Linked DNA regions of Bicyclus anynana: region 1 is linked to region 2. A link is a contact called in public Hi-C data. All regions are on one chromosome and are shown on one strand. Each heading gives the region's core, a stretch centred on a gene start, on an enhancer-like site or on the middle of the called end of the contact. The rest is flanking DNA. Distances are from core to core; before and after follow the strand shown. Region 1 holds the start of LOC112044092. Region 2 overlaps LOC112044092.

The links. Hi-C and Micro-C count contacts between places; a contact is called where the count stands out from the background.
Region 1: a contact with region 2 is called in a Hi-C map of whole body, with 1.7 times the contacts expected there. The contact joins the promoter of LOC112044092 here to the enhancer-like site in region 2. A contact is called at or near these places in 2 of 2 Hi-C or Micro-C datasets (whole body and whole larva).

What each region holds. Positions count from the first base shown.
Region 1 is chr7:16,462,651-16,467,979 of ilBicAnyn1.1, reverse strand. LOC112044092 reads left to right here and starts at 3,753. Exons shown (of 13, transcript XM_052882492.1): 1 at 3,753-3,965. It overlaps LOC112044101 (elongation of very long chain fatty acids protein 7), which reads left to right. Exons shown (of 9, transcript XM_052882380.1): 9 at 1-534.
Region 2 is chr7:16,417,280-16,422,815 of ilBicAnyn1.1, reverse strand. All of the region lies in intron 2 of LOC112044092, which reads left to right. Among protein-coding and RNA genes, the nearest start is that of LOC112044092, 44 kb to the left of the region's middle. Within about 2 kb of position 3,310, at least 4 of the 8 cell types and tissues checked have open chromatin away from gene starts, as enhancers often do.

The DNA of each region.
Region 1 (5,329 bases), core at 2,504-5,003, 45 kb before region 2:
CTTCCGTCCTTTACTTTGTATCCGTCCAATATAAAGCTTTATTTAATCTTAGGTATAAATGTAAATATTGTAAATTTAATATACGAAATTGTAAATTTAATCTACGAGTTAGTACCTTATACCTACTGCAAAACATTTATTTTAAGAAAACGTTGTTGTCAATTTAATGTTCAAAAGTTCAAATTCAAAAGTTCAGAAAGTTCATGAAAATCGGTTCAATGCTTACTAAGAGATTCAAATTATTTTTAAAATATTTCTGGCTAAAGTCTAGCTTGTGAAGAAAGGTAAAAACAGTATTATACGGCATATTGTTTGTGGCTCTTTTAATATAATTAAAAGCCGATTATATTATAGCTCCCGGTGGAAGGGTACCGTTAAACGTGTACTGAAAATATTTTAAAAGCCAATGTATCAGTCAGTTGTGAAAAATAAATACTTTTAAGGAAATTATTTTAGTACGAATATACCTACGACTTTATTATACCTATTTGTAAATGTTTACTTTTTTACATTATTAAAAACTATATTTAACTATGTAACTTGTTTTATTGTTCACTTTGGCATTTCGTACTTCTCAGCAGTTTGCTACGATTTAGACAAAAAAAAGTAGATACCTAAGTAGGTTACCCCAAAAACTCCTGGCCAAATTATCATTAATGATATTAATGATAGTTAATAATGGTTAATGATAGTTTGGCCAGGAAATTTTTAGGCAATTTACTCGCAATGCAGGATTTTTTTTATTTACAAGTGAGCCCTTGACTACAATGTCACCTGATGGTAAGTGATGATGCAATCTAAGATGGAAACGGGCTAACTTGTTAGGAGGAGGATGAAAATCCACACCCCTTTCGGTTTCTACACGGCACATACCGGAACGCTAAATCGCTTGGCGGTACGTCTTTGCCGGTAGGGTGGTAACTAGCCACGGCTGAAGCCTCCCACCAGCCAGACCTGGACCAATTAAGAAAACCTCAATCGGCATAGCCGCGGATCAAGATATAAAACACTTCATTCATTAAACAGATGGGTGAAGGTCGTTTTTAATTCGGATCTTCTATTAAATTATTATTGTCACTTAGTAGTTACCATTACAAAACAATATTCCAGATACTGTCCGTTTACTGTTTATTTCAAATAAACTCTACTGAACAAATTTTTATACGGTTTTCACCAATGCATAAATCATAGAGTGGAGTCACAATGAAGATCAAAATCAGCAGAAATAATATATTTAAATAAAAAAAAAGAATATTTGCCATATCTTTTATAATATATCCAATATTCCCATTTCCCTCCAACCAATCGGGAAAGACTGTATTAGAAGTGGGTACGACAATAGACCAACGGGGCGGGAATCGAACCACCACCCCTTGGTGATAATCCAACTACTCCTACCGTAAAGCTATCGAGGCTTTTATGATTGATAAATTTGGTCGACCCGCCACTAAGTGGACCGAAGACATCAAGCCAGTTGCAGGGAGCCGCTGGATGGTGGCGACTCGAAACCGTGGTATTTGGAAGTATAATGCAAGAGGCCTATGGACGGCCATAAACTGTTACTGATGATGATGATGATGATGATGATGATGATGATATTTTGATGACCAAGTAGCGCAGTGGGAAGGGCCCTCTTTGGTCATAAAATAACGTACACTTTTTTACACGTAGCGTCATCTATTGGAGGCTATTTGAACAGCGTTATGGGCGAGGTTTATAGAAGGTTTTCAGTAGATGGCAGTTGTACGTAGTTGTTGTTTGGCAAAAATTGTAATAGATGGCGTCTTCTTCATTATGCTAAGCTGAGAAGAATGCAAAAGAAAGAATAAAAAATAAAAACTTACTCTGCAAGTAAAATAAAGCAAAATAATTGTTTTAATAATTTAATAATTTTATTTTATAGGAACTACTTACACGGCTATACGATTAAACTTAGTGTATTACTACACTTTATACCACGAACATTTAGTAAAACAATAGCAATTAAGCTGCAGTAGGAGATTGCAGCTTGCTTGTGATTGTGCTAATAGTAGAAGATCCTTATAAAAAAATCTATATATCTTCACCCATCTGCTTATTGGATGAAAAGTGTTTTACAACAAAGTACGTTAAAGAAAATACTAATTTAGGCGATTAGGTTGCCTAAAAAATTTCCTGGCCAAACTATTACTAAAAATCATTACCTATCATTAATGGCAGTTTGGCCAGGACTTTTTGAGGCAGGTTGTCTCGTGTTATATTTTTAAAGTTCTAAATATAAAACACTTTTCATCGTTTAAACGGATAGGTGAAGGTCGTATTTAATACGAATCACCGTCACGCTGTGAGTGAGACCCTTGGGCCATGGAGTCGGAGTACCAAATAATTTCTCTGAATTATTTCACCGCGACTAGTTGCCTTGACTGTTAACAGAAGGGCTAGCTCATTTTTTGCACAAAGGATTAGCCTGGCTGTCCAACAAGTAAATGCTGTCAGTATTCTTGCCACCATTCCATGTGGGCATGATTTGTATAGTTATTAGGATTAGCTTCCCCGAAAGTAAGTTTGTATACCTATCTGTTTCTTTCATGGCTAAACCACTAATCCGATTTGCATGAAATTTCTATAAATAATATAATTTTTATTTTTTTTTAGTATGGAATTTACACCACCGAACTATGAATTAAATTTAGCGTTCTATATTCTGTGATTTATATGAAAGATTTTATTTTAAATATGTATTAATGTCATTAGTTTTCGGTGGCAAAAGGATATATTTTCTTATATAACTAAACAGGCAAACTACAATAAATTTGAAAAGAGCTTAAAACTGTCCTCACAAATTCAAGACTTGAGCTAATTAAAGACCCCGAGTCAAAACGTATTGCACAAAAAGATGGGCAGTTCCTTTTACAACCAGCTTATTATGCGACAGATCTCCATTAAATGCCTACCTGTTAAACGCCGAAATCCAATAAAAATGAGCACCCTGTTACAACCTCATTTAAGAGCCAATCGAAACGAACTAATTGAAACGAAAATCCAAGCTTTAAAATTTAACGGTGTGTCGATAACTTCCATAGACCCTCGTACTACGGAACCGTCGTAAGCCTTAATTATCGCCCGGCGAAATGTCAATAAACCTGACGTTCGGACGTTTTTTCTCCCCTTTCTCATTTGTTGGCCCTAAAATTGTAGCCCTACGCTTTGTATTGTAACAAACCCACCAAACCAAATTTGAATGGAACTCCGCGGCGTCGCGTAATATTCCCGAAAACGGATACAACGAACAATAGCTTGGGGTCAGGTTATATTGGGTAGTGTTACCCTGCATTGAGAAGGGTACACAGGGTTGAAACACGCACCACTCTGGGAGCTTTGCTTTGGTTCGAGTAGAGCGAGCGAGATGGCGTCACTGTTGCCAATTTCGGTTCCCGTTCCTTTTCAAGCACAAATTGTAAATTGAACTTATCATGTTTTATCAAATTTCTCATGTTTTAGAAAACCAAGAACCGCATTACTAATTCGTACGATAATTAAGAATATAATAACATTCAAATAAATGTATGAACTTGTGAAATATCTACAAAAAAATAAATTTTACTAACAAAATACCAGATATATTACTAAAAGTTATTGAATAAATACCGTTTATTTAAATTGGAGTGACTTATTATATTTTAATAAATAAATATAAGAATTGAGAATCAATATGTTTGTGGTTGAAACGGAACGCGATTGAAGTGTACATCGTGCGCCGGCCGGGACAGAAACCTTCAGCCGGGGTAATACAATCAGTCGTTTATGCGCGCGCGAAGGGGGCGCCTGAACGTAGCGTCGCGGCCCGTACTATTCACATACAAAATAGAACAAAATAACCCAAAAATCTCACTGCCAATCACTAAAATATGCATAGACCCAGTGTTCTTGTGCCGCCCGAAGTGTTATCTGTTACAAAAATGTGAACGAACCTGTTGTATAGAGTGGTAACGTCAAGAAGCTTTGCACCCAGCGTCACAGTATCTTGAATAATGATATAAAACAACATTTTGTACGGCAATAAATCGCTCGTAACTGTGCTCTTTAATCGGTAATGCGAGTTGGGGTTGAGATAGTATACATTAGTGGAATGATGGTTGGACCACATAGAGAGTGGGTGTCTGTGTAATATGCTAATCAGAGGGTTTCTTTAAACCGGCACACAAAAACCTCTGCACTAGATACTGCAGTGCGATTTGTGTTGCAAATTTTCATGTTTTTGTCACTGCCAAAATTTTATTGATATCTACTGTTTTATAAAGCACAGTTACAGGTTTTTGCCGTTGTTCTGTTCGTCGCAAATGTGTATTTCGCACCTTGTTTTAGCCCGTCCTTTGTAAATATTTAGATTCAAAACAGTAGAGTTAGTGATGGTTGTTATAATCTTCGTGATTTGAATTCCTTTCTTTGTTTTCTCAATTATTCGAACAAACAAAATTATCACCTTGATACTAATTTTAATTTATAACAATATCCTGTTTTGTATGTAGAAATAAAGTCTATGATTTAAGTTTACTTTCATTTGTTTTACTAAATTTATTTAGATTTACTTATTTCAAGTATTGATCACATTTTATTATCATCATGGACAATCCTTTTTCTGATTATTTTTTATGTTTATTTAGCAAACTTTAAAAGCAACTAGATAAAGAATTTTAACAGAATTTAAACATAATTCTTTATAAAGTTACTTTATACTTTTACTTATAGGTATATCACGTAAGTAGAATGATATCGTTTACATTTTGAATAGAATTAATCTTTTTCTGCTCTTTAGAGTTCCGAATAAGTATTATATAAATATTGTTCAAACTCGCAGACGCCGAAATTAATAATTTTGTTATGTTTTATTTGCTCCAATACAGTCATAACTTAAGAAGAATGTTATAAGCTACAGGAAAAGTATTTTAGTTATCTCTACGGCAATTATTAAAAAAAAATTGTAGTTGTTAAGTAGAAGTCTTCAGCTAGGTAAACAATGACAAATGATGAATAATGTAGGCAATTAATAATCACACCAGTTCTATGAATATATTTTACACTGTTTTTCAGGGCTCATTGTTTGGCAAGTCCTTATCGATGACGAGAAGTAAATAATTGAAAATTTTCATATTCACTGCATTAATAACTTATTAAAGTAATGGTTATCTTGAGTACCTATATCCATTATTTTTAACAAATTGGAAAAGCTATTGATTCATTAAAAAGGCAATCATCTCATCACTAGGTCTGAAATTGATGAGAATGGCGAGATAAAGGATTGTTGCACTAGAAAAGCTTTTTAGTGAGTTTCAAGATAACTAAAAATGTT
Region 2 (5,536 bases), core at 2,061-4,560:
TCCACCAATAAGCACCAAATGACATTTGTTACACAGAATCTTAATTTCGTATATTTTGTCAACTAGCATACGTCAAAGATAGTGAATTAGCCTGCAGGGGCCTATTCACTATTTTGGTCTTTATTATCAACCTATTGAAGTAGACAACAAAGTGCCATCTACATCCACCGTAAGCACATTTGTAGTTTGTATCATAGTATGTGGATGACATTTTGTCAATCGTTTTGTTTTTTTTATTTTGATGGGTTGATAATAAACACCAAAATAGGAAATAGGCCAGCAGGTGTAGCAATATAGTAATAATTATGGAGTCAAACAATATCGCCTTAAACTCGGCAACACTCGACTTATAACACACTTCTTTGGCACCGCAGGTATAATTTTTGTTAAGTAAACTCCAAAAAGGTTGTAAACCTCTGTTTTCTGTCCTAGTCTGAAGGTACTATTTGTATGGCCCGCAGCTATTACATAGTTCATACGCACACTTAGGTAAAGCGGGCTCACCTCACCTGCCACAGCCAATTAGAGAATGGGGCCATTCTTATGTAACTGCCCAGGCTCGTCATGTGTTACTTATAGACTAGACACCAACAGAACATATGCATATCCGTACAGCTGTTCTGGCACCATTGATATTACAAACTTTTACATATTCATCGATATCTACCTATTTTATTGGCCACTACACGGCCAGGGTCAACTCATGTTAGGAGTATGGGGAGATGAGGGGATATGGAAATAACCCACCACAATGCGTCGATAACAGATGGCGGATGACAATGTAAATTGATAACCACTATTAAATGTTAACAATAACAACTGGACTCCTAGGCACGGCTAATACCATCAACTTCCCAAGTCCAGGTTGAGATTTTTTTTGCTGATAATTACATTAAATTTATTTTCTAATTTTAGGCTTAGACTAGGTTGCCTGGCTCATTTTTTTTGCGCAAAGAATTAGATTCGCTGTCCAACGCGGAAATGCAGCCAATATTCTTGCCACTGTTCCACATAAGCATGACATGTATATTTGTTAGGATAGAAATAAGTTAGCTTAAATTTCTGATTTTATTTTTTCTCATTAAAAATAATTATTATAGTGCCTTGAAAAAAGTTAGACCATGTATGTGTGTAGTACATATATTTTAGAATCATCATTATCAACCCATATTCGGCTCACGGCTAAACTCGAATCTCCTCTCAAAATGAGAGGAGTTAGGGCATTAGTCCACCACGCTGGCTGACGTAAAACTATATATTTTACAATATATGGTTATTAATTTAGTTATTGAGATAGGCATAAGTTAGCTTAGATTTTTGATTTTATTCTTTCTCATTAAAAATACACTGCCTTGAAAAAAAACTAATAACGTTAAATTAAATTTTAAAATGACGACATTTCTTACAAACGCTCTATGTGTAGTACATATATTTTAAAATGACGAGATCTTTCACAACTCTGTAATCGACACATCCGCCAGACAGTCGCCCGTGTGGTCGCGTATGCAGGGGCCCTAAATCAATATACGCACCTGTAATCCCCGAAACGGTCCCAAATAAAGGGAAGGCAGGTGAAAACACTGCGGTCGGTAATTTATTACAAAAATAAAGCCGTCGGCTATCTGATCGTGACTTACATTGCCCCTGAGGTCCTGCGGGGACCGACTTGTTCGCTGCGCCCTATGGCTTATAATACATCTGTATTTCGAATTGTGTAACGGACATCTGTTTTTTTTTATTGCTCTGGATTCTCACGGATGGGAGTAGAGATGTCTTTATGACAAATGTCCGTTTTAGACTCGTGTCATCATCATCATCATCATCATATCATATCAGCGGATTCGTCAACTGTTAGATAATAGTCCTTATAGTAGAATTTCCAAATACAACCTGCGCCGTATGTAACTCGTAAGTCTTTGCAACACAACGTCATCAATATACCTAAAGGCGCGTCATCACACGCATTGACACATGTTTTTGAATATTTTGAAATCTTCAATCTTTGCAAAATTATCAAATAAGAAGTTTTACTTGAATTATCGATTAAATTAGACAAAGATTTTTTTTGAATAAAAAATGATTATTAATATTTTCAACTTTTAAGGAAAGAAATGCAAGGTATGTTTATTATGTCTATAGATCTTTAGTCTATTGAAATTTCACGCGATATTTTTAATGATAGACTTATCAACATTTGGATTATCTTTTTTTTTGTTAGTTAATCTTTCTATGGGAAAATCATCATGGAGGTCGACTTGAGCGAAATCGCGGACGGACCCTAGTCTAGAATATTAAACTTTATTAATTATACCATTCCAAATATATCCGCCCGCATGAGAAAATTTTGTTAATTGTCCTTTTACAATGAAACAAGACACCGCGCCCCTTCTACTACCAGATGTTAGATAAATGTGATTATTTTTTTTGTTTTTATATTGATTGAGTAATCAATACACAGTTGTTTTACATAAAATTGAAAAAAATACTTTTTTGAAAGTTATTCTTTACTTGTAGGTAGGTACTTCTACATTTACTAATACATTCTGTAAGATTATCATGCCTAGATAAACTGTGACGCGAATGCCCGAATTTAACGCAGATCAATCTGAATATTAGTCTTGTTGACACACTGGTTAAACTGGTGAAACTGCTGATCTAGGTTCGATTCCTGGGAGCTATAAAACATTGGGTTATTTTTCTTTCCAAGAAATTGTCAGCTGTATATACTTAGCATAGAGCACGTATACTTACATGTCAATAACATCTTCCACGGACATATTCATTAACATTTGATAATGATCGTTACCGGTTCTAACATCATCCCATGCCCGCTAATCTCTGTGACGGACTATACCTGGATTCGATACTCGTCTGGGCCGATTGAGGTTTTCTTAATTTGACCAGATCTGGTCGGTGGGAGGCTTAGGCTGTGGCTAGTTACCATTCTACAAAGACGTAACGCCAAGCGATTTAACGTTCCGGTATGATGTCGCGTAGAAACCGAAAGGGGTGTGGATTTTCATCCTACTCCTAATAAGTTAGTTAGTATCTTAGATTGCATCATCATTTACCTTCAGGTGAAATTGTAGTCAAGAAAAGGTAGCCCACCTTGTAAAAAATAAAAAAAACATACATATACCAATATCTCCCACTTTTTTAAACAAAAACTGGGTCAATAACATAATACCCTTCGACGTAATCGGTTAAAGGTCTCCGTATTCTTGTCAAACATCCGCGCTACTTTATTAGTCCCTTCCCACAGCGTGTGAGATAAAAAGCCGGGATTACGCTATCGGGCGCGGACACTCCCAGACCCGGGCCGCGCCACACTGGGTCTTATTAATTAGCAGCTAATGACCATAATGGTGTGTATTCATTTGAGCCTACACAGGGTGAGATTTTGAGATGGGCATCGTTTGACAGGTCCGGTAACCCACTCTGAATAAGAGCAATTTAAAGCTTTTTATCTATTTTTTAAGTACCATGAAGGCACTTTTTTTTAAATAGGCCTGTTCGTCTGTCCGCAATGGAGCAGCCTGGACGGTCCAAGCTTCATATATCAAGAGTACAGAAAGTAGGTACCTACTAAACCATGCTGTCTTGTTGGTTCTTGGATAAATAGTCTGAATATGATGGGACTTGGGTTTAGAAACAGAAAAAAGAAAGATTTAGGTATTGAATAAAAATGTTAAATAATGGAAATCATGGGTAAAAGATTGACTGACAAGAAGTTGACTAATCGGTACGCTTTAGTCGGTTAAAACTAAAAACATCTATGTTATAGAATTTTCAGGTTTAAATATTGAAAGAAAAGAGCTTCGCTGATGCGACTGTTATCGCCGCGTTGCAACGACTTGCGGTACGGACGGCTTCAGTGTGCTCGTGGCGTTCGAGCCGTCCACATCTCTTGTTGTGTAATACTTGGGATAGACGGGGAGAGTGACTTGAGTGGAAAAGGGGAGTGTTTGTTAACAGTCAAAGGTACTTTTAACCCTGCACACAACGTTCACAAGTGCGTGACTTCACTCAAGATTATTCTCTGCCATTCTAGGATCTTATTTTGGTTATAGTTTGATTTGTTAAATAAGTTGTCCTGACAAATGTTGTGAATCATAACCTTTGTTCGACATTAGTTTTCTTATTTTTGTAATCACTTCTGAGTCTGCTAAAACGACTTTTTCCATGTTTAGGTTTAGTCAACGATCGTCCAGCGAACTAGCAGATGCCCCGCGGTGTCTTTCGCGTTAGTTCATATACCCATGGGAATATAACCTGCTACCTGGAGCCTGATAGCTTTCCATTGGTGAAAGAATTTTTAAAATCGGTCCTTTACTTTCGGAGCCTATTTATTACAAACCAACAAAAATGATATATTACCTCTTTAAAATATTAGTTAAGAATGTTGATAAATTAAAATTACTTCTTTATCTATTAAACAGCCTCCAAATAACCTCAAACATCTCAGATATCACAACGAAACATAACACCCGGTTTTGTATGAGAATCAATTAAATTTTTGTTTGCGCCCAAGTTTTGACACAACACGTTATAATTCCACGGAATAACACCTCGCGCTCGGTTCAGGGAAAATATTTGACGAAGCGACACCGAGCTTGTGTGAGGAGTGCGCGGGTCCTTTGTACACACGTCACGGGACGGGTAATAATTAAATTAATCATCTTTATACGAACAAGGGATAACGGACACCAGCATGAGCTTCAGCATTCTACGAAACCCGCAGGAACGATGGATTTTCCCGGATTAAAAAGTAGTCTACATGTTGCTCAATAATCTCTTTTGATTCCAATAAAAACAGAGCAGTTCGAGAGATTAGCCCGGCCATACAGTTAGGTAAGTTAATTACCAATATAGTGATGTTGATAGTTGAATTATTTTAGTGACCTCTTCTCATAGTCTGTACTACTGTTTGGTACCTCCTCACAATTTATATTACCCTGGTAATCTAGGCTCATTACAGTGACAATTGAGTGATATATTTTTTTAAATATAATAGACATTTTTCATAACTATTTTAAAACATTGTAATGACTCAGCAGGTTCAGTCTACTATAAGGCGCTTAACTTTATTTTGACCTTTTTAACAGCGGCCTTAACACTGGGTACTTAACTACTGGTAACTTCGTCCCAAAAAATAGTTTTTGGGACGATGTTCCTTTACCCAAAATATAAAAGCCAGCTAATTAATAGTAATTAGATGGCTTTTATATTCTGGAAACCGTGTCGTATCGTACGTCAGTGGAAATGCGCCCTCAATATTCGTGAAGAAGGTTTGTACAGCGCGGATGAGATCGGGTTCCATTGACGGCTGGGATGCGTCTCAAGACTTCAATCCCAAGAGTGTGTGCACCGCAAACTACGTCGCAGACTAATCTATAAACTTGGAATTATTTCATACAGGATTTTATGTGGTTACGAGTTCCTTTTCTTACAGTTATAATTAATGAACCACGAACCGAGAAAAACTGGTATTCCATATAGTAGCAGTAAGTACTTCAGCGCTCGGCCTAAACCTGAG